Linked DNA regions of Mus musculus: all the other regions are linked to region 1. A link is a contact called in public Hi-C and promoter capture Hi-C data. All regions are on one chromosome and are shown on one strand. The core of a region is the stretch at or near the end of the contact, and the rest is flanking DNA. Distances in the headings are between cores, read along the strand shown. Region 1 holds the start of Nkain3 (Na+/K+ transporting ATPase interacting 3). Region 2 overlaps Nkain3 (Na+/K+ transporting ATPase interacting 3). Region 3 overlaps Nkain3 (Na+/K+ transporting ATPase interacting 3). Region 4 overlaps Nkain3 (Na+/K+ transporting ATPase interacting 3).

Evidence for each region. Promoter capture Hi-C pulls out the DNA fragments that hold promoters and counts their contacts. A called contact is a pair of places that touch in the nucleus more often than the background predicts.
Region 2: a promoter capture Hi-C map of hippocampal neurons shows a contact between it and region 1, with 8 times the contacts expected there. The contact joins the enhancer-like site here to the promoter of Nkain3 in region 1. A contact is called at or near these places in 8 of 39 promoter capture datasets (the 3T3-L1 cell line, cranial neural crest, embryonic stem cells and 3 more), 5 of 484 Hi-C or Micro-C datasets (cerebellar granule neurons, cerebral cortex, embryonic fibroblasts and 2 more), 8 of 115 datasets of contacts at active chromatin or transcription factors (astrocytes, embryonic forebrain, embryonic hindbrain and 4 more) and 1 of 9 other capture datasets (adipose tissue).
Region 3: a Hi-C map of pre-pro-B cells shows a contact between it and region 1, with 6 times the contacts expected there. The contact joins the enhancer-like site here to the promoter of Nkain3 in region 1. A contact is called at or near these places in 4 of 39 promoter capture datasets (the 3T3-L1 cell line, embryonic stem cells, hippocampal neurons and 1 more), 2 of 484 Hi-C or Micro-C datasets (both in pre-pro-B cells) and 6 of 115 datasets of contacts at active chromatin or transcription factors (embryonic forebrain, embryonic stem cells, forebrain and 2 more).
Region 4: a Hi-C map of adipose-derived mesenchymal stem cells shows a contact between it and region 1, with 2.1 times the contacts expected there. The contact joins the enhancer-like site here to the promoter of Nkain3 in region 1. A contact is called at or near these places in 2 of 39 promoter capture datasets (hippocampal neurons and stem cell-derived epiblast-like cells), 10 of 484 Hi-C or Micro-C datasets (adipose-derived mesenchymal stem cells, brain, cerebellum and 6 more), 2 of 115 datasets of contacts at active chromatin or transcription factors (embryonic forebrain and neural progenitor cells) and 2 of 9 other capture datasets (liver and pancreatic islet).

What each region holds. Positions count from the first base shown.
Region 1 is chr4:20,777,352-20,780,004 of GRCm38.p6, reverse strand. It overlaps Nkain3 (Na+/K+ transporting ATPase interacting 3), which reads left to right and starts at 1,337. Exons shown (of 6, transcript NM_001290410.1): 1 at 1,337-1,743. The coding sequence starts at 1,690.
Region 2 is chr4:20,525,658-20,528,310 of GRCm38.p6, reverse strand. All of the region lies in intron 1 of Nkain3 (Na+/K+ transporting ATPase interacting 3), which reads left to right. Among named protein-coding and RNA genes, the nearest start is that of Gm11872, 180 kb to the right of the region's middle. Within about 2 kb of position 1,335, at least 11 of the 459 cell types and tissues checked have an H3K27ac peak or open chromatin away from gene starts, as enhancers often do. A contact at or near this core is called in forebrain and hippocampal neurons, where this site is marked.
Region 3 is chr4:20,588,010-20,590,662 of GRCm38.p6, reverse strand. The region is part of intron 1 of Nkain3 (Na+/K+ transporting ATPase interacting 3); the gene reads left to right. Among named protein-coding and RNA genes, the nearest start is that of Nkain3, 190 kb to the left of the region's middle. Within about 2 kb of position 1,297, at least 38 of the 459 cell types and tissues checked have an H3K27ac peak or open chromatin away from gene starts, as enhancers often do. A contact at or near this core is called in hippocampal neurons and pre-pro-B cells, where this site is marked.
Region 4 is chr4:20,639,053-20,641,705 of GRCm38.p6, reverse strand. All of the region lies in intron 1 of Nkain3 (Na+/K+ transporting ATPase interacting 3), which reads left to right. Among named protein-coding and RNA genes, the nearest start is that of Nkain3, 140 kb to the left of the region's middle. Within about 2 kb of position 1,300, at least 26 of the 459 cell types and tissues checked have an H3K27ac peak or open chromatin away from gene starts, as enhancers often do. A contact at or near this core is called in adipose-derived mesenchymal stem cells, cerebellum, hippocampal neurons and 1 more, where this site is marked.

The DNA.
Region 1 (2,653 bases), core at 88-2,587:
GTAGGAATTACAAAGAGCAGGACATAAAATTGCAAGAGAAACAAAAATCCAAAACTAATGTCTGAATGGGTTAAATACATACTCTTGCCTTTTCTCTCTTTATAGACCAGGGTATCCTTGAACTCAGAGAGATCAGCCTACTTACGCCTCCAGAGTGCTAAGAGGCAAGAGACACTTGACCTAGCCTTCACTTTTTCTTAACTTATAAACCAAGAATCTACCAGGAGAGCAGCAATAGGTTAAAAACCGTGTTTCCAGCCTTGTTCCTCTTTGGACTCAATTTGTCAAGGGTTTATTTTTGATTCTTTTCTTTTCTTTTTCTTTTTCTTTTTCTTTCTTTTCTTTTCTTTTTTTTTCTTTTTCTTTTTTGGTTTTTCGACTTATTCCTGATTCTTGAGGAGTGATTTAGCTACAGAACTCCTGGGCTCTGCTCTGTTCATGTGAGGGTAGTCAGTTTCTTTAGAATTCGTGGAGAGTTTGTTTGGTATCTTAAGTAACTAGAATTAGGTTTTACTTCTAGGCTCCTCTCACTTTTTCTCTGTCCAACTTCTTATTTGTGTTTATTCTAGAAATATCTCATTATTATTAAAAGGCCCTGTCTTTTCCTTGTCAGTGTCTCTATGAAGACTCCCAAGGCACTCCAAATTAAAGCCTTAAGTCAGTTTGAGCAGTGTGTCTAGTCTCTGGGCTCTTGGGGGAACATTAAGCTCTGCTGTGACCCTAGGCAACTTTTCCTAGAAGATTCCAGCAGGGGCGCCTGGTGCGAAAAATGTCATCTCCGCTGACCTGGGACCCAGAGTCTTGGGTTGAGACCCTTATTGATTGAACCACCTCTTAGCGCCATGCCAGTGGCTCAGTCCACTGCCCTACCTTGGCCATTCATTATGTAGAGTGCTTTCACGTTGAGTTCCAAGTCTCTTGGTCCTTCCTCCCCACACACCAAACAGAACATGTACCTCTCCAGGGCAGCGTGGGTAAACCTAGCTCCAGGTTTTGCAGTAGCTTTCACCCACTCCTCACACCCAGAAAGAAAACCTACAGCTTATGACTCCACAATTGCTCCGTGAGCCTAGGCTTCAAATCCCTGGGGGCCTCCCAGATTCAAGCTCATTCACATTCAATCTCATCCTCCCACAGTCTCTTTCTCTCTCCCCAGACTCCTAACAAGACAAGACGATCCTCCCCAGAGGCGCTCTCTTTCATTCATCCCCTCCCAACTCACACACACACACACACACACACACACACACACACACACACACACACACACTCGCGTGAGCACACACTCTCACACACCGACCCAGACAGCCCACCGCACTTTCCAGACACCCACCTCCTGCATACTCCCCTCCCCTAAAAGACATTCACCCACTCACCAGCTGTAGCCTCTTCCATCCCCCGCCCTCCGCCCGGCTCCCCCTCCTCAAGAAGCCGACCCTCGCGCTAGGAGGTAGGGACCCCTGGCAGACGCACTGCACGGGCGCGCCGCGCTGACCTCCGCCCGCCCTGCACGCAGATTAACAAAGGCGACAGCGAGCCCCAGTCCGAAAGCAGAAAGCCGGCCGCGGGGTCCGGAGCCTGCGCCCGGTCAGTCGGGGAGAGAGCCGCGCGGGCTGCTCTGAAGTCGCAGGATACAGCCGGAGCTGCCAGATCTCTCTCAAGCGGCGCTGCTGGGACGCTGGCCGCACCATGGGCTGCTGCACCGGGCGCTGCTCGCTGGTCTGTCTCTGCGCACTGCAGCTGGTAAGTGCCCAGTGCGTCCGGGTCTGGAAACAGCCCGCTTTTCGGACTGGCTTGTAGGGCTCTGTCCCTGGATCCGAAGCTCCCGGCTAAAGACCGGTGAGCCGGCAGAGCGCATCAGAGGGATCCCCCACCCTCTCTGTCCCTTCCAGGTTATCTGTGCCTCCCGCCTGGTAGCTCTTGCCCGCAGGAGGGCGCGGTCTCACTTCTGGTCCCACGCGCTTGGGTTCACTGCGCCCCCACCCGGCATCGCCACGCGGTCGGGGGCAGCTGGGGTGGCGTTCCAGGAGAGAGCATTTTCCCCGCCCCTCTCTTGGACACCTAGCGTGTGCATCCTCTGCAATTCTGCTTAAGTTATGCCTGGGTTTGGAGCTTGCTCTTATTGGGACGGTTTTCTGGAGATAGGTTCTTGTTTGGTTAGAAGGTGCTTGAGGGCAGCTAGTTACTGAGAGAGCTACAATCTCACCTCTCTTTCAGTATCTGGAAGGCGATCGTAGAGGAGTGGAGTACTCCAGGAACATGTGGTTGTGCTTGGGAACCACAAGTTCAGCCTCTGCCTTTTCAGTTCCTCTTTTGATTTTCTTGAAATGCTGCGTGCTCAGGATGCGACGGACTGACAGCTGTCTTTGGGGAGTGAACAGAGCAAAGAAGGGAACCCGGCTTCTGTTTGGCTTGGCCCCTTGCCCAGGGAGTGAGTGGAATAGGAAGTTGGAAATCAGGGTGCAAAGATAAAAGACCTTTCTGATTCTATGCAAATACTCTGGGTCCTATTGTCATTAGGATTGATTCTGTGGTCTGTTTCGTGGTTACCAGAAGTCAAGGCTGCAATCTCCTGTGCTAGACTTTTGTGAGTGAGATTCATAGTCTTTTTTTTTTTTTTCCCTCCTAGTTCAGGGAGCAGACCTTGTAGGCT
Region 2 (2,653 bases), core at 86-2,585, 250 kb after region 1:
ATTTTGAAGTACTCGGAAAGGTTATCCATTTCCTATACGTTTTCTTTTTTTTTTTCTTTCTTTTCTTTTCTTTCTTTTTTTTTTTTGAGATCATTTAAAAATGTTTCTTATACTTGCAAACTTGATCATATCCTTGATCCTTGTTATTTATAATGGTAAAATTCATGAGTATAAATTGGTAGTTCAAGTACACAATTACATTTATAGAAATAAAAATTGTGCATGAAATTTTAAAATGCTTCAACTCTGAATATGAAATTATATAAAATGAAGACATAGTAATGCTTACTTGTGGTGTTAGTGGTGAAATAAAGGTGGGATGCTAGAATTAAAACCCGAGGTGGTAGATACCTTAAGTCTTGCCCTGATGATCCCTAAAATAAGCCACATTGTCGCCAAGTCATGAAGCAGATTGAGCTTTGCCCAGTTACTATGTTTCCCGAGACCTTTCTTGTTCTCTGATGATTACACTGCTTTGGACTTATCAGTAATCATTAAATTCTGTAGACATCCAATTACAATTCTTGGACTAGCTAAGCTATTTCATGGTGTCTAGCAAGCATTCACAGGATGCCTGAGTCTCAGTGAAACAGGGATCATGGGTGGGTAGAGTTGAGTGGCTTCCTGTGAAGGTTAATAACCACCAAACCTGGTGGGATGAAACAGACCGGTCGTAAAGACTACAAGGTGGTAAGAACGCTTATAAGCCGAACAGCTTGCTTGCTGGACTGACTCAAAAGCAGCTCTTCTCTTGCAATGTTGATTTGGTAAAACGATGGAGCCATGTCCACCCACACATCATTTATTAACTGGAAATTATGTAACCCTGATCATAATTAAAATGTAATTTTATTCCCTTAAACCAATGTAGGATGGTTCTGATCTGTGAACTGTAAAACTCACCAGGTTTTTCTTAAGATGAGGAGATGAACACAGTGAGTTCTATATATTAGCTCTATCAGAATTCCCTGGAGGGCTTGCAATACCACAGTGCTGTCCTCATTGCCAGCCTTCCTGCTGTGAGCTGGGAAAAACAGGCATTCTTATTCCTACCAGCATTTAGAAGAATTAGAGTTTGTTGGTGCCCCTGGGCCACATGTCAAAATGATTGGCCTACCAGATGCCTCTTTGCATAGCTGTTCCTCCCTGTCAGAGAAGTGCATCTTTTTTTATTCTAGGAATATAATAGCATCACTTGAATTATTTTTCGTACTTATACATTTCTGACTCTTTGAAAATGCCTAGAATTGTCCCAAAGAGAGTGCTCATAATCAGCTTTTCATGAAACACAGCTAGACAAATAATATCCTAACTACAGCAGATGTATAATTAGAATTCAAATTGATTTGTATGCTTGCTTTGCTTGTGAGTGGTATTATTTATAAAGCTTGGAATTGGACTGCCTTTATGGAGGCATTTCTGACATTCAGCTCAATGCTAAGTCATTCTTTGCATTAAAAATTGGTCCAGCTAACAAATGAGTATGAAATGGAATTGATACACTGTTTGTCTTATGAAAGTACACACAGCATATGAGCTGTGGTATTTCAGTCATATAAATGTGTTTTGTGTGTACATGTTTGTGTGTGAGTGTATGTGTGTATAGCTTGCTTGTGTATATTTACATATATATGTATATACACATAAATAGATATTTAATATATTGTATTCATATATATGAATATATAGTACAGCTATGCGAATCTATTATGTGCATACTAGGTGTTCGTTTTCCTCTGATGGTAATATACGGTCTTTCTTTTAAGGGATGAGGGTATCCCAACTGAATGAAATTATTGAGTACCTTTCTCATTGGGTGCTGGACAGCAACAGTGTTCCTATTTGTCCTAGGCAGCATATTTAAGGAGATTGTAATAAGGACCTAAAGAAACAAATTCTATGATCATGGAGGTCTCTGGAAAAATAAAATAAAAAAACATCATTCTTGAGACATTTGCTGACTCTTCTTGACTTTTAGGTTAAATTATTTTGACAAAAGGAGTTAGAGTACAGACTGTTTACTACCCATATTCTCTGAAATGATATTTAAATGGTATTTTCCCCAAGCTGATACGTTCTTATGCACAATTCAAACAGCCATTCAGTTATAGTAGAGCAATCAGTGTATAAGCTATGCTAAAACTAATCCAGTATTCGTAGACTCTCTGTTGGATACTGCTATCAAAACTGAGTCCTGTCCATCTCATAAGGACAGGACATACATATGAAACAAGAGAAACTTACAGATTGGATTCCTGCACTATATTTCAGAACCTGGAACAAAAGAACAAGTTATATTGTGCATTGGAATCACTTGGAATCACTTCTGAAAAGGGACATATTTTTTTTTATGAAGATAACACTCTAACAGGTCTACCAGAATTATAAAGCACTGTGTAAAAAAAAAATGGTTGATGACTAACTACAGAGAGGCTTCTCCATACTTTCTATATAGGTGGGGCCCAGACTAGAAGTACAACTAGAAATAAAAGCTAAAACATTTGTATTGAAGCTGTGATTGATAAGTCAATGCACTAGATTTTACTGGGAATGCCAGCAGCACTTAATAGGTGTCCTCATTGATTACAATCCCACTACATATGGTTGTGAACCACCATGTAGTTGCTGGGAATTGAACTCTGACCTCTGGAAG
Region 3 (2,653 bases), core at 48-2,547, 190 kb after region 1:
ACTCATTTCAGCCTCATACCTCTGTCCTGGGCTCATCTTGCTCCCCCATAGACATCCGTACAGTTAGGGTGAAAACATACTCTAGAGAGCTGTTTGATAGAAGTCTAGATTTATTAACCTTTAAAAGTAGAAAATATGCTTCATGGTTGAACACAGTCATTCAGTATTCACTCCAGAACATGCATAGAAAAGTTCACAACACCTTCAGCAGAGTGGGTGGTGAGAGCTGACTGGGTCAGAGATATAGGTGTGCAATCTAGCAACCTATATAAAATTTTATTTCTTCTAACAAATGATCTGAATCATATAGCAATATATTAGTGTCTCTTCATCCTTGGCGATGATTACATAGACTTTTGTTCTCCTGTAAATGTCAACTTACATTGGGAATGTTTTATAAGCTCTATTTGTAATTATATGCTACTGTTTTTAGATGGAAAATCTTGTATGTAGTATAAAATACTAGAGGTACCTATAAAATAACTTTTATGTACATCTTTAGGTTTCTTTTGAAGAAAAATTTCTGTTTGAGTTAGAAAATCCAACATAAAAAGAAGAAAAGCACTTTTCTTTATATCAGCAAAGGCATGTGTAAGTGGTACCTTGTACCCCTGACTCACTGAGGTCAATGGTACACAGTTCAGGTAAGCGACTCATATGAAATAGGACGTGACAACCCATCCTGTATCCTGTAGTGTTTTGACACAAAGGATTCAATCCTTGTTTGAGAATAAAAATACATGGCTTTTAATGTTTTACATCAATTCAAAATGGAAGTGGGGATCAGCTACACAAAGCTGAAGATGCAGCACAAGAAGGCAATGCCCTGTTCTGAAACAGTAATACAGGAATCGACAACACACTGAGTGGGAGTCATAGGCAAGATGCTCTGTCTTCTTTTTCTCAGAAATAAGAGTAGCATTAGCATAGTGACAGTTGTAAGAGCAGTCAATGAAGTAACATAAAGTGTTTGGCATGTCAACGAAAGCTTCTTAACCTGGTATTCAATCACTCATAGCAACGGGCAGCAGGCATCCGATGCTCCATGACCACTGGTAACAAGTACAGAAAGACGCTTCAGAACCAAAGTGTAACCACTGCTGGGTAAGCAGTTCCAACACACCTGTAATAGAGGTTTGATGCTGCCATTTGTATTCCTGTACTTTAAACCATTCATGTCAGTATGTGCTTGCAGTGGAGGGTTCTGACATCAAATAAGCATTCGAAGCAGTGCTGCCTGGATGGTTGCTACCACTGCTCACTTCTGCTTTCTGACTCCCCTTTTATTCAAATTAAATACCACTTCCTCATTCAAAAACCCAGCCTTCTGCTGCTCTTCCTTCAGCTGTCAGTGTAGTTAACTAGCTCTTGGCAGGCCTTAGATTCTAAAGGGATTAGAGGATGGCTTGTAATTGGTACTGAAGTGCAGCAAGTAGCTTTGGAACGCGGCTAAGAATCTATTGTTTGGCCTTTGACAGTTTCTACAGCATCCAGGTTTTCATTCATCTGTCAGCAATAGAAAATCTTATTTGTTGCACATTCTTAAGTTAGAGCCATCATCGTTTTCATCCTGAACAAAGGAGGACTGTAAAAACTCAAAGAAAAACATAAAAAGGAAATGGATCTTATTGAAGCAAAAAGCCCCATAAAATCTGAAAAGGCCTTCTCCGTGGAAGACCTAAACCATAAAATTGATTCTTACTGCTACATTACCTTTAAAGGGGTCGAAATGAGAAATTTTGAGAGAAATGAGAGATTCTGAGAGAGTCTTTCCTATTTGTCTTCACCAACAAAACAAAGCTGGATCTTCTGAGATTGCATCTCAGAATCCCCAAGGGTTTGACTTCACCCTTTGTGACCATTACTCTTACTATTAACCTCCATATGCATTATTGCTAATCTTTGAACAACCTGACCCTTCCTTTAGGAGGAGCATAATCTTTGCATTCCTCTTCAGCCATCCCCATACCCTAGTATTAGTTTCTTCTTGTTAGGCACAAGTTTAGCAACTAAAAATACAAGGTACTCAGGTAAATTCACATTTCAAATAAATACGTATATTCCACATGCTCATGTGAATCCCAAAGGCCATATGTTAAAGGCTTAGACATACTCTGTAAGATTCTTGGCAAGTGGTGAAGCCTTAGGGATGTGGGTCTTCTAGGAAGTCTTTAGGTCATAAGCGGCATATATTTGAGGAGGATTTTAAGTGTAGTCTCCTTGTTTTCTTTTTGCTTCCCTGTTACCATGTGGTAAAAGGCTTTTTGCTTCATTGTGGACTCTACCATCATATGCCACTCATTCTATCTACCTCTAAAGTACCAAGGTTAACTGCACATGAAAAGAAATGTGTAGGTAATTTTTTCTTTATCAGTTGCTTATCTCAGATATTTATTAGAGTAGCAGAAGCAGTCACATCATGTAATATCAGAGATGTACTCTAACAAATACAAAAGTGCTTCTTGTATATTGAGGACACAAGCTTAGTTGGTACTTGTTTGATCTGGCAGCCCTCTTTTTTTTTTTTTTTTTTAATCATTCCTATCATTTGCATTTCAAATGATATCCTCCTTTCCAGTTAGCCCTCCACAACTTCCCTATCCCATCTGCATTCTCCCCTTCCTTTTTGCCTCTATGAGAGTGCTCCCTCACC
Region 4 (2,653 bases), core at 51-2,550, 140 kb after region 1:
TTCTCTTTGGAAGGAGCCACTGACAAAGCATCCTGTGGGCTTGTAAGTCCGTGTAGTCAGATGGGGGATATTGGCAGCATTCTCTCAAGCTCTGTAACGGCAACAGGTCCCGTGTACCTAGGGGTGCAAAAGAGTAGAAGTGGGAAGTTAAGGGAAATTTGCTTTAAAAAGAAGGATGGCACCAAACATACAAATTTAGAAATATGTTTAGAAATTTGTATCATTATTACTCAGAAAACCTTTTCCTCTTTGTTAGGTGAGTTTTCTCACATTTATAATTTCCCTGTCAATCTTCTTATTATTTGCCGAGAGTTCCGGAAGGACCAATTTATATTAAATTGTCAGTGATCTATGAGGCACAGTGTGTCAATGCTGTGTTTGAAATGATAAATATAGAAAGTAAGCAGTGGGAAAACAGCTGTAATTTCGGGTAAAGAGTCTTTTTGACAGAGAAAATAAAGTGTAATACCAGGTAATACATAATGTCATTGTATTTGTTCTTACACAAGGCTTGTCAGTTAAAAGCACCTTAGCTATAACCATTGATTTTCTTGTATCCTAAAATAACAAAGGATATTTTAAAATGCTTTAAGGAAACCTGAAAATAGGTGACTTGTTTCTGTTATATTTTATTACCACCCAATGTTAACAAGGATTATAAAATTTCCTTATAGATTACGTAATTATCTGTTAAACTTTACTGGGAATTGCTGGAGAGGGGCTTATAATAGGAAAAGCATAATCTGTTCTAAAATAATTTTTGCTCAGTTTTATTTATTTGTAGTCATCCCATGTTATAACCATGCAGATATATTTTCTAGTGAAATATAATAAACAATTAAAGCACAATAAGGTAGCATGAAGTTAGCTGTGTGCTTTAACCTCTAAAAACCCTAATATGCCCATTCTTCATAGTAGCCTCAACTTTCTTCTCTTTAAAGATGCAAACATCCCTTGAACTCATTCATGAAAACAAAGATTCTGTGATGTAAAACGTTCAAGGGGATCCTTATGATGAGTGTCCACAGGCTTGACATAGTCAGAGACTATGAATCCCTGGGGAAGTACTTTTACTTTGTCTCTGAACAGTGTGTTGCCTTTTCAGCCAACGAAAAATTTAGTCTTGGAGCCCTTACTGCTTGGAGGAACTTCAAGAAGCATAGAGCACTCTTTTCTAGCCAAATAATACTTTTCAAACTACAGAATACATGCAGTGAAGACTAAGAATTCTGTGTTATCAGAGAAGACTGCAGAATGATTAAGATTAGTGACTCATATGACTCTGTGACTCAAGGGCTTACACATCAAATTAATCTGCAACAGATGCTGTACATTGGCATGATATTCAGTGCCTGCCATAAGACTGCATTTTCCTCCTGCTGTCTCTGATCTTTCGAGGGGTTGTGTCATGGGAAAAGAAACTATTTGAAGTGTAATGCATTTTGGTAGAGAAGATACAGCTAAAGTTAAACCCTTACCCTGGATAAATTGAAGTATGAATACATAGTTCACATTTTTTTTTGAGAATTTGTGTTTTTTGACCTGACTGTAAGAAGAGACTGCTTGGTCCCATGGTGTCTTACATTGCAGATAGTTCAACATACATTTACACTAGCTCAATCTTTTTGATCCCAAAGTAGATCTTCCATACAGGACTGGGGCTTGGCTACACCCTGCATTTGAGGCATTGTCCTGTATCTAAGATTCACTGTAAACCCACCATCCACAATTAGAGTAATGTCAGACTTTCAATTGCAAACCATTCTATTAAATTTCTTTAACCTATAAAACAATAGTAACAGCCTCTAGCAGATATGGAAGTCTAGATTTCCTATCTTGTTTATCAAATTATGAGTAATCATATTCAATCAAGTTTCACATTTGTAGCTTTTTACCTTAAGTTTCTTTAATGATAAATTTGGTCAATTAAATAAGTTGAACTAAGAGGAAGTAAAGGTCATCTGGTAGCAATATTTTAATGTATTTTATTATTTTTCACTATGCATTTGTGGGAAGAGGGATACTCACATAAATATAGGTAACTTCAAAGGCATAAACAAGCAAATGATTTCATGGTCATAGCATTGCAGCTATAATGACTGAAATGCTGAGTGCTGCTTACTGAGTTTAGGGCCCCTGAAAGAGCAGGGACATTCCTAACCACTGAGTCATCTTTCTGGTCCCTGGCTGATATCTTTGTTCCTTTTACTGTGTACTTTAAAAGTCTTTTATTTTTGAATATTAAATTCATCAGGACATGTGAGATGTATTTCTTACCATTTTATCAGTTCCTGGCTTTGATTTTCAACCTTCCATGCATTCATCAAGAATATCTCTATTTTCTGACAGTTTGTGTTCATTGTACAGTCACAGATGGGAGCAAGGAGGATCACCATCTGTCTTCATGGAGATTATGGTCCGTGTGAGCTTGATTCTGAGCTTGTGAACATAAAAAAGACAAGATCCAGTGCAGAAATGCATATAAAATAAACCTTTTTTGTCTGGGAGCAAATCCTGACTGAGTTTGCTTTCTATATCATCAAGCAGGAGATCCACTCTTCTGAGGAAAATCTGAAAGATGAACCAGTATAGTCACCAGCTCCAGGCCAGTATAAGCAACTTAACAAGGCACTACCCCCACCACCACACACAC